Linked DNA regions of Mus musculus: region 1 is linked to region 2. A link is a contact called in public HiChIP or PLAC-seq data. All regions are on one chromosome and are shown on one strand. Each heading gives the region's core, a stretch centred on a gene start, on an enhancer-like site or on the middle of the called end of the contact. The rest is flanking DNA. Distances are from core to core; before and after follow the strand shown.

Region 1 (2,893 bases), core at 73-2,572, 1.0 Mb after region 2:
GTAACACCAACCCAGCCTTCGGCCAGCCCTCCTGCACGTGTCATGGGGTATACCTGGGGGATGGGTCACACAGATAAGGACATCCTGAAGTAGGGTAGGTCACACAGATGATCATGAAGCAATGTCCAGAAGGTGGCCGTTGGCTCTTCTGGTTCATATCTTTTAGCCCGGACCATGTTAAATAAACACAAGCATTACCAGGAGGTCAGAGGATATGGGAGGAAGAAGAGGAAGACAAGAGCAGGAAGGGAGGGTCTATCATATCACCAAGCCCCTAACACAAAGATGAACGTGCCTGGCCAGTGGGCCCCTCTCTATGCTGGACAAGACCCCCCTCTTATCAATCACCAACTCAGAAAGTCAGTGCAACTTTTGGGGATTCGCCTGTCAGTGCTACTCTTCATGTGTCCAGTAGGTGGCAGCAGATCCTCGGACAGGACTGCCACGGGGGCCACAGGCAGGAAAGAGCTGCTTCCTCCTTAACAAAGTACCTGTTTTAACAAGAGTCAGCGCTGCCAAGTGGATACACGGCAGGAATCACATTCCAGCAGGTGCAGAAATAATATACAAGGAAGCAATTTCTAATCTTGGACATCAAAGTACTGCTGAGTGGGAATTTAAACGGATCTCTTTATTTACTCTTTTAAAAATCTACTCGGAGCCTAGGTGGCGGGTGGCTCAGTCGACAGACAGCTTGCCTAGTGTGCTTTAGTCTGAGTACTGAGTAAAAGCGGGTGTGTTCGCTTGCTGCTCTGCTACATAATCAACGCAAGGCCTGACTGGACCCTGTCTCAAAAGGGGGTTGGGGAGGAGAGTCCACTTTGCACAAAATCATGTCTGCTAGTTTGACATCAAAATAGAGTCATCTTGGTGGCTTTGATTGGCAACGGTGGGGTGCAGACTAAGCGAGAAGCCTGTTGGTCTCTGCTCCAGTGTCTCTTGATTACTGGAACCTCGGGACCTTTCCCAGGAAGCCAGTGGTTTCAAGGACGACACGAATGCTCAGCCTTGCTAATGGCACTCAGATAACCTGGGATTTTGACCAAGGGAGAGCGGTTTGAAAACCAAACTGTGACTGACTCATGAGTTATTCCAGACTAGAAGATTCCTGCTTACAGCATCCGGGAGCCAGGGAGAAGCTATTCAAGCCCAGCCTGTGCTTTCCAGGCAAGGGCGTAGCATTGTGCACATTTGAGATGCTTTCGGATGGGCATAGGTGAAGACCCTGGCTCCAGGCTCTGCCCTGCCTCCACCTGGTCCTTCTCCCCGTCCCAGTACCTTCTCACGCCCAGGCATGCTAGCTGTGTTGAGAAAAACCGCAAGACAGGGACAGCTAATGTCTCTCCTTGATTTTGAGACATGAGTCAAAACCAACGATGAGCAATCCTCCTGACACAACCAAGAAAATATCTGAGAAATGCCAGAAAGATCGACAGGGCTTGGGTGGTGCAGAAATGTGTCTGTTTGCACAGGCTCTTCCTTTTGCTAACTGCGATCAGGGCCTAATGATGGTGCCAGGAGGGAGAAGGGGGCTAACCTGAGCACATTGCCAGGAAGCCAAGCTTACTATTCAGTGCTTTGAATAATCATGACTACCCCGGAGATTCTCCTTGGGACTTAGATATCCTGAATTAACATCATCTGTCTGGAGCTGTCTCTCTCGTGGCTCCCGGTTTGGGGGCAGTGGTCCATGAAGGGCCCATGGAGGGAAGAGAAGCTCAGTCACCAAGAGACAAAACAGATGGAGAATCCTGTTCCCATCGTGGGAAGATAAAGAAAGCACTGGCCCAGAGGCCGCCATGAGCTTCAAAGGCCCACCCCCACAACCTGATTCTCCCAGCTGGACCCCGCCTCCTCCTAAAAGCTCCATGTCCCCTCTCAACAGTACCACCACCTGGGATCAATACTGGGAATTCCCATGGGAGACATCCGAGATTAAAACCCTAGGGATCCCAGATCAGAGATCAAAGAGTGGACATGGGATGGTGCCACTCACTGGAATCCCTAGTGGCACGTTGGCAACATCTTTCTTTTTTCCCCATTCTTCTGACTGAATGCTCTGCTTGGCTTGAAATCTTAGTGCCAGAGGGAAGGAGATAGTTCCAGCACAGAGCAAGAACTCGGCTGCACGGAAGTGGATATGAAGACTTGATCTGACCCCTTTGGGATCCTTCATAATTCTGAGTTAAAAGTGAGTTACTGTCGGTGTCTGCTTTAATGTCCCAAGAGAAAATAAAGTAGGTTATCGCAAAGGAGGTGGTAAGGAGTCTGCCTGCAGCACAGGAGGACCCACAATGCATCGCAACATTACCATGCCTTGCACACAAAGTCAAGGACTACGGCGATGCACTATAATAAAATTATCTCTTATATTCTACAAGACTGGAACTTCTGCTGGACCTCACAGCCAGAGTTAATAATGCACCTTGAGGTCACTTAAGACTTAAGGCTGCTATCCTACTGTGGACTCAAACTGTTTGTTTAGTCTGCCTCTAAGAGAACACTGTAATAACCAAGCTTGCTTGCCTAGGATTTCCCATGTAATCAGCTTTTACAACCGAAGCTAATGCATAGCTGCAATCTTAAGTTATGCACTCTTCTATGCCCCCAACCTGGAACAAGGCATATGTATCATTTGCTTTAAACAGCAAACACAGAAGTTGAAGGCAACTTCTTAAAATCTATCCTACAGGTGGATGGCATCCACTTATGGACGCTGGCCAATAAGCAGTGATGTTTGTTGTCTGAGACAGTTAGGACCAGTTGGAGCCAGTGACTTCATCCCTTATAAAACCTCCGTTAAAGATTTCTGAAAAGAATCCCATTCCTTCCCCGAGAGATGCTTTCCATGACTCTCAATAAAGGCAGAGCAAAGGCCTGTGTTAGGTAGAAC
Region 2 (3,014 bases), core at 301-2,800:
CATTTCTCTTCACTGAAAATGATTTTGCAGGTAGAAATTATTTTCCAGAGTCGGTCAAAGGATAAAATGGTAGAACAATGCTATTATACGAGTTTGTCCGCATTTACTATTTATTACACCGACAATTCATTTTGAATACTTCAAATAGTGACATGGAACTTAATATTTTCTTTCCACAGAACCGCATATTCTTCTCTTTAGACGACCTCTTCCAAAAGAACAACAAAAATGAAGTGCAGCTGGGATCATCTAATCTTTTTCAAATTTAATGTATATGTGTATATAAGGTAGTATTCAGTGAATACTTGAAAAGTGTACAAACCTTTCATCCATACCTGTGCATGCGCTGTATTCTTCACAGCAACAGAGCTCAGTCAAATGCAACTGCAAGTAGGGTTGTTTTAAGTTGTTCAAGATAGTTTCTTGTAGTTTTTTCTTAATATAAATGCCTGTTTTATTTTACCTGTTTTGTTAAATAAAGTTTGTATATTGCATTTATATCACCATTGTTGAAATTAATTTGACTTGATTATTTTTACCCCTGGGGAAAATAAACATACTTGAAAAAGAAATATAAGAAAATAAACATACTTGAAAAAGAAATATTAAGCTCCAAATGAGGATATTACAGCTTTATTGCCAGTTTACTTCCTAAATAACTTTGGATTCTGCAAGTGAACAGAAAAACCCACCGCTTGATAGTGTCCACAAGTCTACAAAAAGTCTAGTGGTTTCAGAGAAAAGTATCTTAAAAGTTCAGGTGCCACATTCGTGCATCTTGTGTGAACCAAGAAATTAAGCACACATCAGTGGATAGCCATAAAAAAAAGTATGAGTGGCCAGAAACAAGACTGTAGTTAGACATTAGCAGGGGTGATTTCTCATTGAACACAGTAAACACTACAGAGCCACAGCCTTCCATGTGTGGGATACACTAGACCTAACAGGGCTACTGACCATGAACTGGCACTGGTGTCTTGCTTGAAAAAAAGGGCTGGTGTTTAATTCTAACCCTACAGACTGACTCCAAGGCCTGTTTGCCAAATGCCCCCACATTGCAGGCGACCTTTTTCTGTCCTTCGACCTGTTTCTGTGCTCTTGGTTTCATTTTGGAGTTGTGTTTTGCGAGAGCTTCCTGTTGTCCAGGCCCCAGCAGAAGTCTCACATAGCTAAACATTTGACTCCTCTTAGTTCCAAGGTTCTTCATCTGCCTGCAGGCACCCGCCATGACATCCTACTAGAAACTCCACAGGAGCAGATGCTCCTGGAAGCTCACCACTGAGCAGGTCTGCCGGCCTCACTCTTACTAGGAGTCTCCCTCCTGCACTGCATCAGTGCGGGCGCCCAGAGCCTGGCCTCCCCTAGTGTCACATCACCAAGCCCGCCCCACGTAAGAGCTCAGCCGCGCCCTTCCTGGCCCACCACAAGCCACCCCCTAGAGCTGTCGCTGCCCCAGTCTTCCACGTGCGGCTCCGGAGGCCCGGGACGCCGAGCACTTCCGGCAGGGAAGGCCTCCGTCGCGCCTCGGTGACGTACGTCCTGGCGCCGCCGCGCAGGAAGGCGGAAACGCTGAGTCGTTGGTTAGGCGCGCCGCTAGCTTCACGGCGCGGGCTCTTCCGTGGCCGCCATGGCGTCGGAGCGGCCGCGGGAGCCGGACGGCGAGGTAAGGGGCGGGCTGCGGGTCTAGGCACACGCGCGGGGCCGCCGGGCCTGAGGTTCGGGGATGGGGGGCTTGACCACCCTCTCACGGTTCGGCCAGCGAAATGATAACACATAGGCTACCTACGGCCTCGGGCACCTCGCACCCGCGTCCGCGCCTGCCATGACCGCTAGATGGCGCGCCGGCCGTCCCAGAAATCCACTCTAAATTGGCCAAACGCGGTGATAAAAGTTGTCAGAATAACCCATACTCTGCGTTCCAAGGGCTCATGGCTGTGGGATGATTTTTCTCTCAGAGGTTCCGTGTGGTTTACTAACTACAGATGAAATATGTGGTGATTTTTGTTGAGAAGTTAGATGGCAATAAATGTCAGCGGTGTGTTTTACATAATAACTTTGAGCGTCCTTTGGGTATAGTTTAGCGACACTAGGTACAGGGTTCTTATATATCTCATGTATAAAGATGGAAGAGGTAAAAATAACTATCTTCAAGTTTAAATCCTCAGAAGCATTCCGAGTTGTGGTTCTTGTTATATAACAAGGTTGGGGTTTCCTTCGACTTTAATTCATTGTCCTTTTTTCACATGTAAGGTCCAGTAACCTTTTTTTTTTTTTTAATAATAAAAACATCAGGGAGATATTGTTGCCAAACACATTTTTGTCTTTGCACTGCACCTTTGTAATCACCAATGGGCCTATCAGAATGGCGCACCTTTCTTGTGGTTTGTATTTGATGGCATTTGGCGAATCTCAGGAGCGTTAAAGCCCATCCCCACCCTCTCATCCTCAGGATAGCATCAAGTTGTCAGCTGATGTCAAACCATTCGTCCCTAAGTTTGCTGGGCTCAACGTGGCGTGGTCAGAGTCCTCAGAGACACGTGTCTTCCCAGGCTGTGCGGCCACCTACTATCCATTTGTACAGGAACCACCAGCAGCTGAGTATGTATTTTCTCGATGCCTTGCCTCATGCAGAGGGTTTCTCTCCCAGAGGTAGTGATTAGAGCCTCACACACTGAAACATACATAACATCTTACAGGACGGCTTGCAGGTGAGGAAAGGAGGCTCTTCAACCAGCAAAGATTGGGCTCTGTAGCCTGACTAAATTCTGTGCAAAAACTTCATCCAGGAAGGGACCGACACTACGGAACTTAGAAAGTACAGTTGCAGGGTCATTTGTTTACAGTTGATACTGGTTCACGCGTGTAGGGACTGAGGATGCTGCTTTGCCATTTGTCAGGCCCTGGGCTTGATCTTCAGAGCTACCAAAGCAAGACAGAACCAAACAAATTCACATTTGTATTGGGAAAAGAAACGGCAAGAAGGAAGGGTAAATGGGAAAAGGACAGATGGATGA

What was found. HiChIP or PLAC-seq counts read pairs in DNA pulled down with a chosen protein or histone mark.
Region 1: a contact with region 2 is called in an HNF4G HiChIP or PLAC-seq map of pancreatic cancer cells. The contact joins the enhancer-like site here to the promoter of Secisbp2 in region 2. A contact is called at or near these places in 3 of 39 promoter capture datasets (HPC-7-derived erythroid cells, neutrophils and pre-B cells), 1 of 484 Hi-C or Micro-C datasets (pre-pro-B cells), 3 of 115 datasets of contacts at active chromatin or transcription factors (large pre-B cells, pancreatic cancer cells and pro-B cells) and 1 of 9 other capture datasets (liver).

What each region holds. Positions count from the first base shown.
Region 1 is chr13:52,658,214-52,661,106 of GRCm38.p6, forward strand. No RefSeq gene overlaps it. Among named protein-coding and RNA genes, the nearest start is that of Syk, 63 kb to the left of the region's middle. Within about 2 kb of position 1,323, at least 60 of the 459 cell types and tissues checked have an H3K27ac peak or open chromatin away from gene starts, as enhancers often do. A contact at or near this core is called in pancreatic cancer cells, where this site is marked.
Region 2 is chr13:51,650,158-51,653,171 of GRCm38.p6, forward strand. Secisbp2 (SECIS binding protein 2) reads left to right here and starts at 1,551. Exons shown (of 17, transcript NM_029279.2): 1 at 1,551-1,663; 2 at 2,450-2,598. The coding sequence starts at 1,628. It overlaps Cks2 (CDC28 protein kinase regulatory subunit 2), which reads left to right. Exons shown (of 3, transcript NM_025415.3): 3 at 180-505. The coding sequence ends at 232.